Regions from separate parts of the Mus musculus genome. Here region 2 is linked to region 1. The links are chromatin contacts, called in public Hi-C maps. All regions are on one chromosome and are shown on one strand. The core of a region is the stretch at or near the end of the contact, and the rest is flanking DNA. Distances in the headings are between cores, read along the strand shown. Region 1 has its middle 78 kb from the start of Gm24655. Region 2 has its middle 100 kb from the start of Eya4.

Evidence for each region. A called contact is a pair of places that touch in the nucleus more often than the background predicts.
Region 2: a contact with region 1 is called in a Hi-C map of myocytes, with 6 times the contacts expected there. The contact joins two enhancer-like sites.

Annotation. Positions count from the first base shown.
Region 1 is chr10:23,084,963-23,092,281 of GRCm38.p6, reverse strand. No RefSeq gene overlaps it. Among named protein-coding and RNA genes, the nearest start is that of Gm24655, 78 kb to the left of the region's middle. Within about 2 kb of position 2,776, at least 8 of the 459 cell types and tissues checked have an H3K27ac peak or open chromatin away from gene starts, as enhancers often do. A contact at or near this core is called in myocytes, where this site is marked.
Region 2 is chr10:23,446,198-23,453,516 of GRCm38.p6, reverse strand. No RefSeq gene overlaps it. Among named protein-coding and RNA genes, the nearest start is that of Eya4, 100 kb to the right of the region's middle. Within about 2 kb of position 3,341, at least 22 of the 459 cell types and tissues checked have an H3K27ac peak or open chromatin away from gene starts, as enhancers often do. A contact at or near this core is called in myocytes, where this site is marked.

The sequences.
Region 1 (7,319 bases), core at 1,527-4,026:
CCAGTGGTGACTCTTCTTCCATGGATGCCTGCCTGGCAACCTCTGTCACTATGGAAACTAGCAAGGGAGGAAGCTTCCCACTTGGTTCCAGTTTGTTTGTCTTGTGTCTAGCACACTTCATTGACTTCACTCTCTTGGGAAGGGGTATAATAGACTGTGCATGTCTACATAAAGAGGAATCATAGTCAGTCATCATTTTGAGGCCACACTCCAAAGACACTCCCAGCTGTTAGTATGCACAGAGGAAAGGGACTCTGAAAATGGGCCAACAGTAACAAGGAGACTGAGGCACTTACTGATGGCACCGTTGTGTCTATTCAACCACCAGATGGCCAGCTTTCTGAGTGATCAGATTCGCCCTACTGAGCTCTGGCTATAAAATACTTGCTCTACATTTTATAGCCTCAGCCCCATGTCAGAGGAGCTGACCACAGCTTGATGCCAGGCGCCCAGCAAAATGGGGATTAGTAAAACCTGTCTTGGTGCAGCCAAGGGCTCTCCAGCTGCTGCTTGCAATTAGGCTTGTTATCATTCTCTCAAGAAGCCCCTGTTGATGTTTAAATCCTAATTGGCAGGAGACACCTGTTTCCCACTGGCGAAGGACTCAGTCCCTTGCAGCAGCACTTGAGAGAGAGACTCAAGAAGTGCACAGGATCCTTCTTGTCTGTCTGTCTGTCTCTGTCTCTGTCTCTCTGTGTCTCTGTGTCTCTCTCCCTCCCTCTTCTTTCTCTCTCTCTGTCTGTCTGTCTCTCTGTGTCTCTGTCTCTCTGTGTCTCTGTCTCTCTGTGCTCTCTCCCTCCCTCTTCTCTCTCTCTCTGTTTGTCTGTCTCTCTGTGTCTCTCTCTCCCTCCCTCTTCTCTCTCTCTCTCTCTCTCTCTCTGTCTCTTTGTCTCTGTCTCTGTCTCTCTCTCCCTCTCTCTCTCTTCCTTTCTGTTTTTGCTGTATGAGGTTCTGATTCCCTTCTTTCTTTACTTCTTCTCCCCAGGGCAGAGTCTGGCTTCTCTCTAGAAACAAGAAGGCACAGGGCTCTGCATCTTTACTGAAGCAGGAAGTTTCCACTTGCCCCTCCCCTGGGCTGCCTCTGTGTCTTACAACAATCCTCTCTTGGCTTCAGCACTCTTTCCTGGCTAGTTCTGTTTGCCAGGAACTTGAATGCTGTCCATTCTGGTATTTAGATATTCATTAATTGCCTGCAAGCTGCTTGATGGTGTGTGGTTCGCTTCCTCCTGAGAGGAGCGCTGAGTGTATTTTTAGTTCCTGTCTTCATATAGCTTATATTCTGCACACTGCCAGGCATCCGAGGTGCATTTAATGATGCATGTGAAATGTCCTCATCTAAAGCAATGTCTGTGTGCAAGAAGAGAACTGGTAAAGGGTCCTATACCGTTACTTAAAAGTTTGAGCATTTTGGTTTTTCTTGATGCTTCACAGCTTCAGGCCAGCATGCCAGACTTTCATCTTGCAGCAGCTTGCGTTGCCATCTACAGAATTCACACATGAGAAACACAAAACTCAGTTACAAGAAAAACTCACAAACTGTTTTAGGGAAGTTTACTATTGTGTGTTGACTCACACCCAGAGAGATCTGTGGCAAGTTAGTCACTTTCACTGGGAAATTCAAGAATGTCTGAATTTGCCCTGACATTTCTCCTAATACTATGAGGCATTACCATTGTTCTTTATACACTTACAACTAAGGCAAGTATGGAGGAGTAAGACCAAAATAGACCCAGATGCACTGGGAGGGTGTGAGTTAGCACATGTCAGGGAGTGCTAGACTCCCAGCTCTTATTTTCAGCCAATAGCATTTCAGATGTCAGGTTCTGCCTCAGCTGGTATCACTCAGGCTTGCTTGGTAAGAACTTCCTTTCAGCTGAACTTGCCAGTTGACCGTAAGCTGCAGACTCAACCTTGCCACACCCTTGTGGGCTTGAGTGAAATCAGGTAAGCAGACAAGAGTTATGGCAGAGTCCATGCCTACTGAATACAAGTGTCATGCCATTGAAACGCAATACAATAAACCCTCATAGCATTCTTCATCGTTGCACTTACTGTTTGTATAGTTTTGGGAGATTTGGGGGTGTGTTTACTGGCATTGACCACTTCTGTAAAGAAATTGCAAGACCAGTTCTGTCTTCTTGAAGAGTCATTAAGCTGAGAGGATTGCTTACTGCACTTCTTCTCCTGGAATACCAGAACCTAAAGATGCTATGTCCCTCCCATAAGTGGTATAGTATTGTCATATAGCTTGCACATGCCCTTCTGTACTTGAAATCATTTCTACATTACTGTTGGTGCCTAACACAACACACGTGCCATGTCAGTAGATTACTTAGTGAATAATGACAAGAAAAATATCTGTCCACATTGGGTATGAATGGAATGTATATTGAGTAGGCTGTTTTCCATGTGCAGTTAGCTGAACCTGTGGACTTAACAAAATCTATGGATACAGATAGGATGAGTAAATCTTTAACAGTGGTTGGATATATGCAGTCCTTGCCTTTGCATGTTGGCTTTATTTAAACAATCACCCTTGGTCTTCAACTGTTGACAATGCCTTTGCTTTCCAAGCTTCTTCCAAAGGTAAGTCCCTGAGCTCTGTTTCAGAGCTAGATCATGACCATATTCAGAGAGCAGTGCCCTAAAGCGCATCAAGGATGTTTGGGACGAAGTGTGAGACTCTGTCGCTTCTGGTGGTTCTGAGGTAAGCAGCCCTGAGTGCCACAAAGAGCTAAGAGGAGAACTGGTGATTCATTCAGGAAGAAATAGCCTGCACCTGTGAGAGCACAGGAGTTGCCACTTGGCGTTCTTGGAGCACTGCATCAGCTGGAAAGCAGGCCCTGTCCCCAAGTGAACTAACAACAGCTTGCGGCTCTTGAGTGGCAGCGGGCCACTGTCACTTTGGGTTTTACTTTAGGAGTGAACACAAACCTATGATTGTAACAGGAGCAGAAGAAAGTGTCTGCTTAGCAGCATTCATGCTTGCCAGGGGTGGGGGAAAGCCCCTGCAGAGGGCACAATCTAATAAGCATGTTCTTACGGTACGCCCCTCGGCCGGGCTGCCTTATCTTCAGTAATCCCATTCTGTGTCCCGGAATCATATTATTTGGCCATGGATCAAACTCCTTGTAGTTTTGGCTTGGGAAGACAATGAAACATGATCTCAAGACAAGAAAGGATCAGGAGCAGACAGTGGCTCCCGTGGCCCCCCAGCAGTGCAGTGCTGAAGCCAACATCACATCAGGAAAATATATTTACCAGATGGGTAGAGAAGATGAATGCCCCGTTCCAGCTGTGCAGTACTGCCCTGACGGTTTATGATCTCAGACAGGAACAAATTGATGTGAGAGATAAGAAGCCCAGAGCACAAAGCTTAGGTGGCAGGCTGTCACTGGCACCCAGCCTTGTCTACTATGCTTGTCACTCAGAAGGCCATTTATCAGGAAGAGCCCCTTAGGATACAGTAATATGGAAAAAAGAAACAATGTCCATGCTTAAAGTGTATGGAGGAGGTTGAAGGGAGCCTCCTAGGGTCTTCCTGCTTCCCGTCTGAAGAAGCTCAGAGTTGACCCATGACCTCGCCGACCTAGCACAGGTCACATGGAGGGCAGCCCACAAAAAGCTTCCCTGTAGATCAGGAGCAAACCCTGCAGCTTCTGATGAGCACAAAGTGTCTAAGAGCAGCTGGGTGTGCTAGTAGCTACCTGTGATCGCAGCACTAGGGAGGCAGCTGCAGAAGGGCTATGAGGTCAAGGCCAGTAGAAGCTTCCTGGTGAGACTACAGATTGAAAATAAGAAAGAAACACGAAAGAAAGTGGTAGCCTCTGTATTCTCTACTGTGGGTAGAAATCATCTGCTGTATATAGAAAGCCTAATTCCCCTGTTGGGAACCCATACCCATGTAGATGACACGTAATCACTTAACAGCATAAAAAGGTCTTTCCCAAGTCTGTACCTTGGGCTGTAAGGAAAGCTGGCTTACCCTGCACAGAACTTTTTTTTTTTCAGAATATAAACTTTCCACGATCAGTATTCAAAACAAAGACATATGTATAAATTAGGCAGGCAACCTAGAAACCAAAGTATGGGCAGGGTGGTCAGGGATGGGGTGAGATGAGTCTTCACTCTCTAGCAGTAAGAGAATAATTAATAGAACAAACACATGTATTTTATCATCTGAATACCACACAATATTAAATGATGTCCAGATGTTCATATTTGAGATGTAGATAATTATATATGTATATATGGTTTTATTTTTAATTAGTTTATTTATTCTCTCATTTATTACATCCTGACTTGAGTTTCTCCTCCCTCCTCTTCTCCTAGTGCCTTCCCCTCCCCTCCCCTCTTCCCCAGATCCACTACTCCTCAACTTCCCTTCAGAAAAGGGTAGGCTCCCTGGGAATATCAACCAACCATAGCATATCAGACTACAATAAGACTAGGCACAAGGCTGGACAAGGCAACCCAAGAGGAAGACAAGGGTTCCAAAGAAGGCAAAAGAGTCAGAGGCCCCCACTCACTCTGGGTCCCACAAGAACACCAAACTATACAACCACAACAGATCTGCATAGGGCCTAGGTCACACCCACGCACACTCCCCGATTGTCAGTTGAGTCTCTGTGAGCCTCTATGAACCCTGCTTAGTTGATTCTGTAGGTCATGTTCTTGTAGTGTCCTAGACTCCTCTGGTTCCTACAATCTTTCCCCCACTCTTCTAAGGGATCCCCTAGCTCCATGTAATGTTTAATTTAACTGTGGGTCTCTGCATCTGCTGCTATCAGAAGCCTCTCTGATAATATTATGCTAGGCGCTAGTCTACTAGTGTAGCAGAATATCACTAGGAATTCTTTCATTGACTTTTTTTTTCAGCTGCATTCGGTTCTATCCTAGGTCTCTTGGCTATCCAGCCTCTAGTTCCTGACCTTCCAGGCAGTATCAGGCTTGGGTCTCAAGTTGGACCAGGCATTGGTTGGCCACTCCCACGAATTCTATGGTCGAAGAGATGGCTCCGCCATTAAAGGAATGAGCTCACAACCAAAAATGTATTATTTTAAACTAACTTTTGAATATGCCCTCTCATAGAATTCTTTTTCTTTTTCATATTTAGAAACAAAGGTAATACTACATTTTATTTTTCACCAAGTAGCCAGTAACACAGACATTTCTTCTGTCAATAATTTAATCTGCTCAAGGACCAGTTCGATGGGTAGACAGACACAGTCGCATGCTGCCATCTGCTGGCGCACTTCTTAATATTTTTAGGTTTAGATTCAGATTTAGATGCTGGACTTAGCAGGATCACACAGGAAAGCATGAAGGTTCAGAACAGTAAGCATCATCTCCGGGGGCTCCGATTCCCATGGTCTGGGTGGCACACTGGAATTTACATTTCTGGCAGGTTATGGGGATGTGCCGATTTCTGGCCAGCCGCTGATGTATCAGACATGTGCAGCATCCCTTACTGCTTGCCTCACAAGGCTTTAGCTTCCGTGGCTCCACTCGGACTCTACAGAATTTTAACAGATGCTGTGATCATATAGGAAGGAGCCAGATAATGGAGCCAAATCTAAAGCGAATGGTTCAGAGAGCCCTCCGGGCAAGCCTGTAGCTGCTGCCGTGCTCTAACTGGAGCACGGGATGGATCGGTTGAGAGAAGGTTGTTTATGTAGGCATGAGCTCAACATGGACCGTGAAGGGCCTGCTGTTCAGAGAACGAACGGCTTGCAAGCTGAATGGACAGAGCTGTCCTTGAAGGACTGGGCAGAGGACCAAATCTGCTTTCCTTTCACATGCCACATGCTAATTCATGTTTAGGACCCATTTACTCTTCAAAGCAGATGAGGAGAAGTGTGAGCGCTTGGTGGTATGACGTCCCGTCATCTTTATTATCTATCACCAGTGCTTTTCGGTGAAACTGAAGTCATCACTGACTAAGCAGCTTGAAGCACAAAAGCTGCGCTTTGAAGCTCTGAAGACAAGTGCTTCAACTATATTATTATTATTATTATTATTATTTATTATTATTATTATTATTATTATTATTGTGGCAAAACTCACTCAGTGTTAAACTTACCATGCTGCTTTTAAATGTGTTGTTTAGTGGCAGTAAGCATATTCACACTGTCACGCAACGTGGATCTAGAACTCTCTCACTTTGCAAAACTGAAATTCTATACAGGCTAAATATCTGTTCTCTCCTCTCCATACCCTGGTCTTTGGCAACCACAACTCTAAGTGATGTTTCTGTGACATAAATAGTTCAGCTACTCTGTATGAATGAAATCACACAGTATCTTTCTATTCACTTAGCCTACGTCTATTAGCCTATTGCATCTACATAGCAATGAGGTAATTTCCATCTCTGTCTGACTATATACGTGTTATGTATAAATACGTGTGCGCACGCGATCAGCACGTCTGGTGAGCCTCTGTCTCTGCTTCTCCAGCCGTGTCTTTGCCCAGGTGCAACTGTGCCTGATAATTCTTTGCTTATGCCCTGGAGATTAGAACTCAGGCCATCTCTCCAGCCACTGTTTTCTATTGATAGTCACTGGGGTTGTTTCCATGGACTCACTTCTAATACAGTCACAATTAACAAGAGTATGAGAGTATGTTCTCCGGGCCCACCTCAGGTGTGTCTAGCTGTGTATTCCACTGTGTGGCTCCTGGCTCCACATGTCCTAGATGCATCTGTAATTTTGGAGGAGCCACAATGCCACTTCCCGTGCATCACAGCTGTGCCATTGCACAGTTCGTGTACAGCTGGACACAGAGATCTCAGGTCCTCTGCATCTTTGAACACATTTGTTAGTTTCTGGGTTTTGACAGTGGCTGTCTTAATGAGGTGAGAACTTATCATGCTTTTGACCTGTAATTCTCTAGTAGGATGCTAAGCATCTTTCCACTGACACCTGTGGCCAGTTGTCTTCTTTGAGAAATATGCTTTCAAACTTTTTCTCCATATTTGATTGGATTGCCTCTATTATTGCTGTTATTTAATTCTAACAGATGTTTCTCATGTGTGCCAGAGGATTATCACTTATCAGAAATATATTTCATAAGTACTTTCTACAATTCTGAAAAGGTCCTTTCAAACCTACTCATTTCTTCAGATGCACAGTCTTAAGTTTATGAAATCTCATTTTGCTTTTATACATACATGCCTGTGCCTGCACTCATGTATGTGTGCACACACCACATTCCCACACATGGCACATGGATTCACATGCACTCATGTATGTACAAACACATACAATATGCACAGCATACACATTCACTTGCACACATACATTTACACACAGCATATGATA
Region 2 (7,319 bases), core at 2,092-4,591, 360 kb before region 1:
ATTTGGATGCTTGGTCGTTAGGGAATGGCTCTATTAGGAGGTTTGGCTCTGTTGGAAGAAGTGCGTCTCTGTGGGTAGGCTTTGGGGTTTCAAGTGCTCAAGCCAGGTCCAGCATTTCTCTCTGCCTGATGCCTGAAAATCCAGATGTAGGGCTCTCAGCTATTTCTCCAGCACCATGTTGCCCACATGCCACCACATTCCCAGCCTTGGCAATAATGGACTAAACTTCTGAACCTGTAAGCAAGCCTCCATTTTTTTTTTTAAATAATAGTTGCTGTGGCTATGGGGTTTCATCGTGGCAATAGCAACCCTAAGACACTATCATACTTTTGTTTTCTGAAACTTCACAGGATCTAAGATGCCACTAACTCTGTATCTACTCAGTGCTACATACTAAATAACTTGAGTCAATGTCAGTCTATGATGGCGACTACTTGTACCATACAGTCTTATGAGTCATAAAAGCTTGTTAGACTCAGAATAAAATAGCTCCTACCACGGCCTTGAGGAGTTTCCCCGAGGGTGTCGCCATCTACAGCACCATCTCATTTCATAGCCCAGCCTCTCATTTAGGATGTGTGGTCATACATAATGTGGGTAACTCCTCCATGCTTGCTCAAGACTTTGTTGCTTTTAGCATTAAACATCCTGTGTCCTGAGAACACCCTATACCCCTCAGTCCTGGATACTCTGAAATGGCTAGTCACCCTTCCTTTAGCTTGCCCTGTTCCTGTTTGTAGACTGGTCTGTCTGCTTGGAATATTGTTCTCTCAGATGTGTTTCTGGCTTACTTCTCATTTTTCAACTTTATATTCAAATAAATCTTTTCAGAAAAGCTATCTCTATTACTATCAGCAGCAATACTATATGAGTACTATAACGTTGATTTTTTTTCCCTTAAACATCTTCTTTAGTGGATAGATTCCATGAAGTACTTAACTTTTTTTTTTCTGCTATGTCCCAACCCCTAAGAACTGTACCCAACACATGGCTAACTTCTCAAAATTATCAGTTGAATGAGTAAATAACTTTTTTAAAAATTCTGCTGTAGCCCTTGTGTCCACAATGTTCACAGTAATGAGCATTATCAACCATCTATATGAACAGAAACAGCAATATTATTAATTAATTTAACTTTTCCGCATTCAGAACTAGCAACATCTTATGTAGTTTGTTGAGGTAGCAAGTGCAGAGAGGCTACTGACTTCAACTGACCCCATGGGAAAGGGCTGTCACACAGGGAAGCCATTGAAGGGTTTGAACACGCTACTTACTGAAGAAAGCGATTTCTTGGTATCATTCTGAAACTGCTGTGACCCTCCACCACTTTAACATGAATCTCATCCTCATTAAAATGAGGACACAAACTTCCGCAAATATTGCCTCCGGTCCTGCCATGGTTGGCGGTTAGCTGTGTCATGAAAAGTTTATCCAAAGTGTGCACAGTATCCAGATACTTGGAACAAAATTTGCCAGCTTATCCAAAACCCAGGACTCTGCCATTATTTCCAAGTTTAAGACTTTCTTAAATAGAGATGCTCCACGAACCATAGTTCTTTCAACTCAAATTTCTACATCTGTTTTGGAATTACTGTCCCCAGCTCTTCAAGGTTTCTACAGAGGCACTCAAACTACAGTTGGCTTGCTATAAGTCAGCAAGGTGGATGGTGTATTTGTGACCTCCAAATAACACACTGGTTATGAGGGGTCAGATATGGACGCTCCTGTTTAACAATAAATCCCATTTTTGAGTGGACACAGACTGAGCAAGTAATATGATAGACCACTCTAGATTGAATAGCTGCCTTCATTGAAACCAGGAGCTGAGAGGACGGATCTGTGGGTAAAATGATCACTATGTAAGAGAGTGTGTGCCTGAGTTTGAACCTGGAACCCTTAAGGAGGTAGATGTGGTAGCATGTTGCGCTCCTACAGATGACAGAAGATGGGAACCTGAGGATCCCTACAAGCTCACAGACCAGTTAGCTGGAAGCATGCAGCAGAGAGAAAGAGAGAGGAAGGTAAGACAGACAACACCTGAAGTTTTCTCTGGACTCCACAGGTTCTCATTATCTATCTCTCTGTCTCTGTCTCTGTCTCTGTCTCTGTCTCTCTCTCTCACACACACACAGACAGAGACAGAGAGACAGAGAGAGAAAGACAGAGAGACAGATTAGCAATGATGGTGGTGGTGATGGTGGTGATAGGACATGGAGGGATGGCTCAGTGGTTAAGAGCACTGGCTGCTCTTGAGGACCTGGGTTAGATCTCCAGCATCCACATGGTGGCTATGATCACCTGTGACTTTAGTTCCAGAGATCTAATGCCCCCTTCTGGCCTCTTCGAGCACTGCATGCATGTGATACACAGACCACACCCCCCAAAATTTCATGATGGTTTTGAACCCAACTAAAATCGATCCTTCCCAGATCACCTTCTCCTTAGCATCAGAGATACACAATAGGGGTGGCAGAAGGGATACCCAAGGACCAGCGTGTCTACCTCTCTGTGCCTACAACAGTTCTCAGTGACTCTTCCAGGAAAGTAAGTGGACCCTTGAAACTGGAACAGCCTACTTTAAAACAGACAGCTAAACAAGAAGACTATTTACTGGGTCATCACTTTGAGGTGACTAATTGGGCAAGCATTTTCAGGAGCCCAGCCATGATCACCCTTCGTCACAACAATACGTTCCCAGTGTCCCACACTGTCCCCACTTCTGTCCCAACACCTGCCTTTCTACATCCAGTGCTGCAATGACACAGCAAACACTGTTAAGTTCAGCAAGATGCCCCAACCCAGCCAGTGAGCGTGACAGAATATGAGAATTGGGGCTGGGATTTATGCTTTCCAAATGTCTTTGCCACTGGATACAAGGCCCTGGCTGGAGAAGAATTATGAGGCTGTTGCTGTTTGTGAAAAATGGCTGCTGGCTATATGGGTGCACCCTTATAGACACTGTAGGGCTCCTGTTTCATGGGTAGGTCGTTTCTGTCTGGCACAGCTCTCAAAGCGGAGCTCAGCTCTGTCTTGTCTGTTTTCCCACTCAACGGACCTCAATCCCCTTCGGCCTCAGGGGCTTTGGTCTGTGCCATAAGAAATGAAACATATTTCCCAATGTGTTTTCTTTCTTTTTTAATAAAAATATCAAAGGCATACTTATCAGTGGCTGAAGACGGAAAGCTGCGGCAAAGGCTATTTTTTTTTCACTGGAACGCGGCCCTGTGTTGTGCCACACTCATCCAGGGGCGGCAGAGATTGATGGTGGGACATGTGCAAGGAACTGCCGCTGATTGAAATCAGACAACTGCGAGCTGCGAGGGCAGGGCGAGTGGGGGAAACCAGTTTAACCACAGCCATCTCATCTTAGCACATTTGGACAGGGCTTCTCCTCCTGGCTGAAGTAGCAGGTCAGAGGAAGAGGGAACGCGGAGGGGCTTGAGACAAGCTCCCATCAAGCACAGGCCCCTCTTGTCTCGAATTTGCCTTCTAAACAGTGCAACCTGCCCACGACTGACCACCAGCCTTAGACTCTGGGATGTAAATTAAACCATTCACAGGCATGCAGGGACAAGAGACAAAAATGACCGAGCACACTGCTTCTCCTGAGGAAAATTGGGCTGCTACTGTCCTTTAATGTGGGGGCACGATCTCCATCTTTTTTTTTTTTAATTTGCTTTTCAACGAGGGTCTAGGAAGAGAGGGAGCCATGGGAAACTGTCGGCCAGTTGCTTAGTACCCATCACCAGGACCTCAGCCAGAGTTCAGCGTGGCTAACAACCGCACAGCTATGTACTTGAACTGAGACATTTTTATTTCATTAGGGGTGTCCGTTTACAGCCATTAGCTAAGCAGATTGGCCAGCACCAAAAGGCCTTTCACCCCCCCCCCCCTTCTTGCCTTATCGCCAGATCTCTCGTCCATTATTCATCTCTTTAAAAAGAGAGAAAGGGAGGGGGTGGCTGGCTTTAAGTACATTATGTTTGGTGACTTGTCTCTATTCTCTAGCCCAAACAGTCTAAAATAGGTTTTATTAGAAATCATTATTTAGGTTCCAGCCTGAGAGCCTATCGATCGCCCGTGTATAATGGTTCCCAGAGCTCAGAGAGTAGCAGCCACGTCTCCATTGGCTGACACAATGTCAGTGACAATTCTTTTTTTTTTTTTTTTTTCCCTGCCAGCTAGGATGCTGGTTTAATATCCTGAAAAAGTCACTTAACACCACCCCTTTATAACATCTGTCAGGCCCTGTCCAGTGTGACTTGTTTCTCACATTGAGAGCTCCCAGGCAGTTGGGGCCATGCTCTCAAACACTTCTCCAGAGCCTTGGAATTCCTCAGACATTCAACCGCCCCCCAGCCCCAGGGCCCAACACTCGCACACCAGCTGTTATAACTTTCCAGGACACTCCTAAATTTTCTAAATGTGTGCCATATAAAAATAAGATTTAGGACGGTGAGTGTTCAGGAGCTTTGCCTGTAAGGAATATAATTCATCTGGTGTCCCGGACCCATTATGGAGCGTTCTTCTCCAGCCTACTCGGCTCCATCTTGGTCTTCCCCAAACGTTCTTCAGTAATCTGGTGACTGGAGATTTGGGCCAAGTGATCATCTTTTTCTCCTCTCTCCCTTGCTTTACAAAGCATTTCCCTTTGTTTGGAAACTTTTGAAAAAACTACAAAGATGTTGAAAAGAAAAAGCAGTACACATTGAATTCAGCTTTGCTTCGTATTTATTTTATGGTTCATAACACCCACCCACTCATGGATTTTTTTTTTTTTACACCAACTCATACACAGCCACACACGACATGCATCTTCCACAAGGTTTGGTGTGTAAAGTTGCAATCATTTCTCTGCCACCCTCTTATAGGGATACGCATTGTTTTTCTGAGTCACTCATTTGAAACTAAAATTTGGGGCTGACAGGATGGCTCAACTATAAAAGAAGGAACTGACTAACTTGCTGTCCTCAGAAGCCAGATTTCTGGCACACAGAATTTATCCTAGGATGCCTGCTGAGAGATGGGAGCCTGAGACAGGAGCCAAGGCAGATCCTGTCTCAGTAAGGTTGAAGCAGAGAAATGATTCCCCAAAGCTGTCTTCAGACATCCACACGTGAGCCCATACTCCCACATATACATAAATGATAAATTGCAGATGTCTTGACACCCTATACCTAGGTACAAAAGTAAGAGCTTTGATTATTTTTATTAATTTTAATATAATAATTTTAATAAATAATTCTATTTTATTTTAATAAAATAATTTTTATTTATAATTTTAGCATGTAATAAAGATAATTGCATAATGAGATAGATGTACCTGTTTTTACATAATACAACTTAAATTTGGTTGACTGTTTTATTCTATAGGACATTTAACATTAAACATTACTTTGGTTATAATTGTCAAAGCTGAAAATTTTGTTTTGATTAAATGCATAGAATTAAAATGACAAAAAAATGCTTAGTATCAGTTCAAAAAACCCAAGCCAGTTGAAACAGCACCTTTTGTTGAAAATGCTGTCTTTTTCACACTGAATGGTTTTAGCTTATTTGTCAAAAATCAAGTGACCATAGGTGTGTGGCTACATTTCTGGTTCTTCAATTCTATTCCATTGATCTACCTGTCTGTCGCTGTACTGGTACCATGCAGTTTTTAATCACTATTTCTCTGTAGTACAGCTTGAGGTCAGGGATGGTGATTCTGCCAGAAGTTCCTTTATTGTTTTTTGTTTGTTTGTTTTATATTTTTTATTAGGTATTTTCCTCATTTACATTTCCAATGCTATCCCAAAAGTCCCCCATACCCTCCCCCCACTCCCCTACCCACCCATTCCCACTTTTTGGCCCTGGCGTTCCCCTGTACTGGGGTATATAAAGTTTGCAAGTCCAATGGGCCTCTATTTCCAGTGATGGCCAACTAGGCCATCTTTTGATACATATGCAGCTAGAGTCAAGAGCTCTGGGGTACTGGTTAGTTCATAATGTTGTTCCACCTATAGGGTTACAGAACCCTTTAGCTCCTTGGGTACTTTCTCTAGCTCCTCCATTGGGGGCCCTGTGATCCATCCAATAGCTGACTGTGAGCATACTATCCTGTTTGTTTGGTTTTTTTTTTTCTTTCTTATTCCAAATGAATTTGCAAATTGTTCTTTCTAATTCTATGAAGAATTGAGTAGGAATTTTGATGGAAATAGCATTGAATCTGTAGATTGCTTCAGCAAGACAGCCATTTTTACTATATTAATCCTACCAATCCATGAGCATGGAAGATATTTCCATCATCTGAGATCTTCTTCGATTTCTTTCTTCAGAGACTTGAAGTTCTTGTCATACAGATCTTTCACTTGTTTCATTAGAGTCACACCAAGATATTTTATGTTGTTTGTGACTATTGTGAAGGGGGTCACTTCCCTAATTTCTTTTTCAGCCCATTTATCCTTGAGTATAGGAAGGCAATTGATTCGTTTGAGTTAATTTTATATCCAACCACTTTGCTGAAGTTGTTGATCAGATTAGCAGTTCTGTGGTGGAATATTTGGGGTCACTTACTATCATATCATTTGCAAATAGTGATATTTTGCCAATTTGCATCACTTTGACCTCCTTTTGTTGTCTAATGGCTCCGGCTAGGATTTTGCGTACTATATTGAATACACAGGGAGAGAGTGGGCAGCCTTGTCTAGTCCCTGATTTTAGTGGGATTACTTCGAGTTTCCCTCCATTTAGTTTGATGTTGGCTACTGGTTTGCTGTATATTACTTTTACTATGTTTAGGTATGGGACCCGAATTCCTGATCTTTCCAAGGCCTTTACCAAGAAGGGGTGGTGAATTTTGTCAAATGATTTCTCAGCATCTAATCAGATGATTATGTGTTTTTTTTTTCCTTTGAGTATGTTTATATAGTGGATTACATTGATGGATTTCTGTATATTAAACCATCCCTGCATCCCTGGGATGAAGCCTACTAGATCATGATGGATGACCATTTTGATGTGTTCTTGGATTTGGTTTTTGAGAATTTTACTGAGTATTTTTGTATCAGTATTCATCAGGGAAATTGGTCTGAAGTTCTGTGTGGTTTAGGTATAAGTGTAACTGTGGCTTCATAGAATGAATTGGGTAGTGTTCCTTCTGTTTCTATTATGTGGAATAGTTTGAAGAGTATTGCTATTAGGTCTTTTTTGAAGGTCAGATAGAATTCTGCACTAAATCCGTCTGGTCCTGGGCTTTTATTTGGTTTGGCCACTTTTAGTGACTGCTTCCATTTCTTTAGAGGTCATGGGACTGTTTAGTTGGTTTATCTGATCCTGAT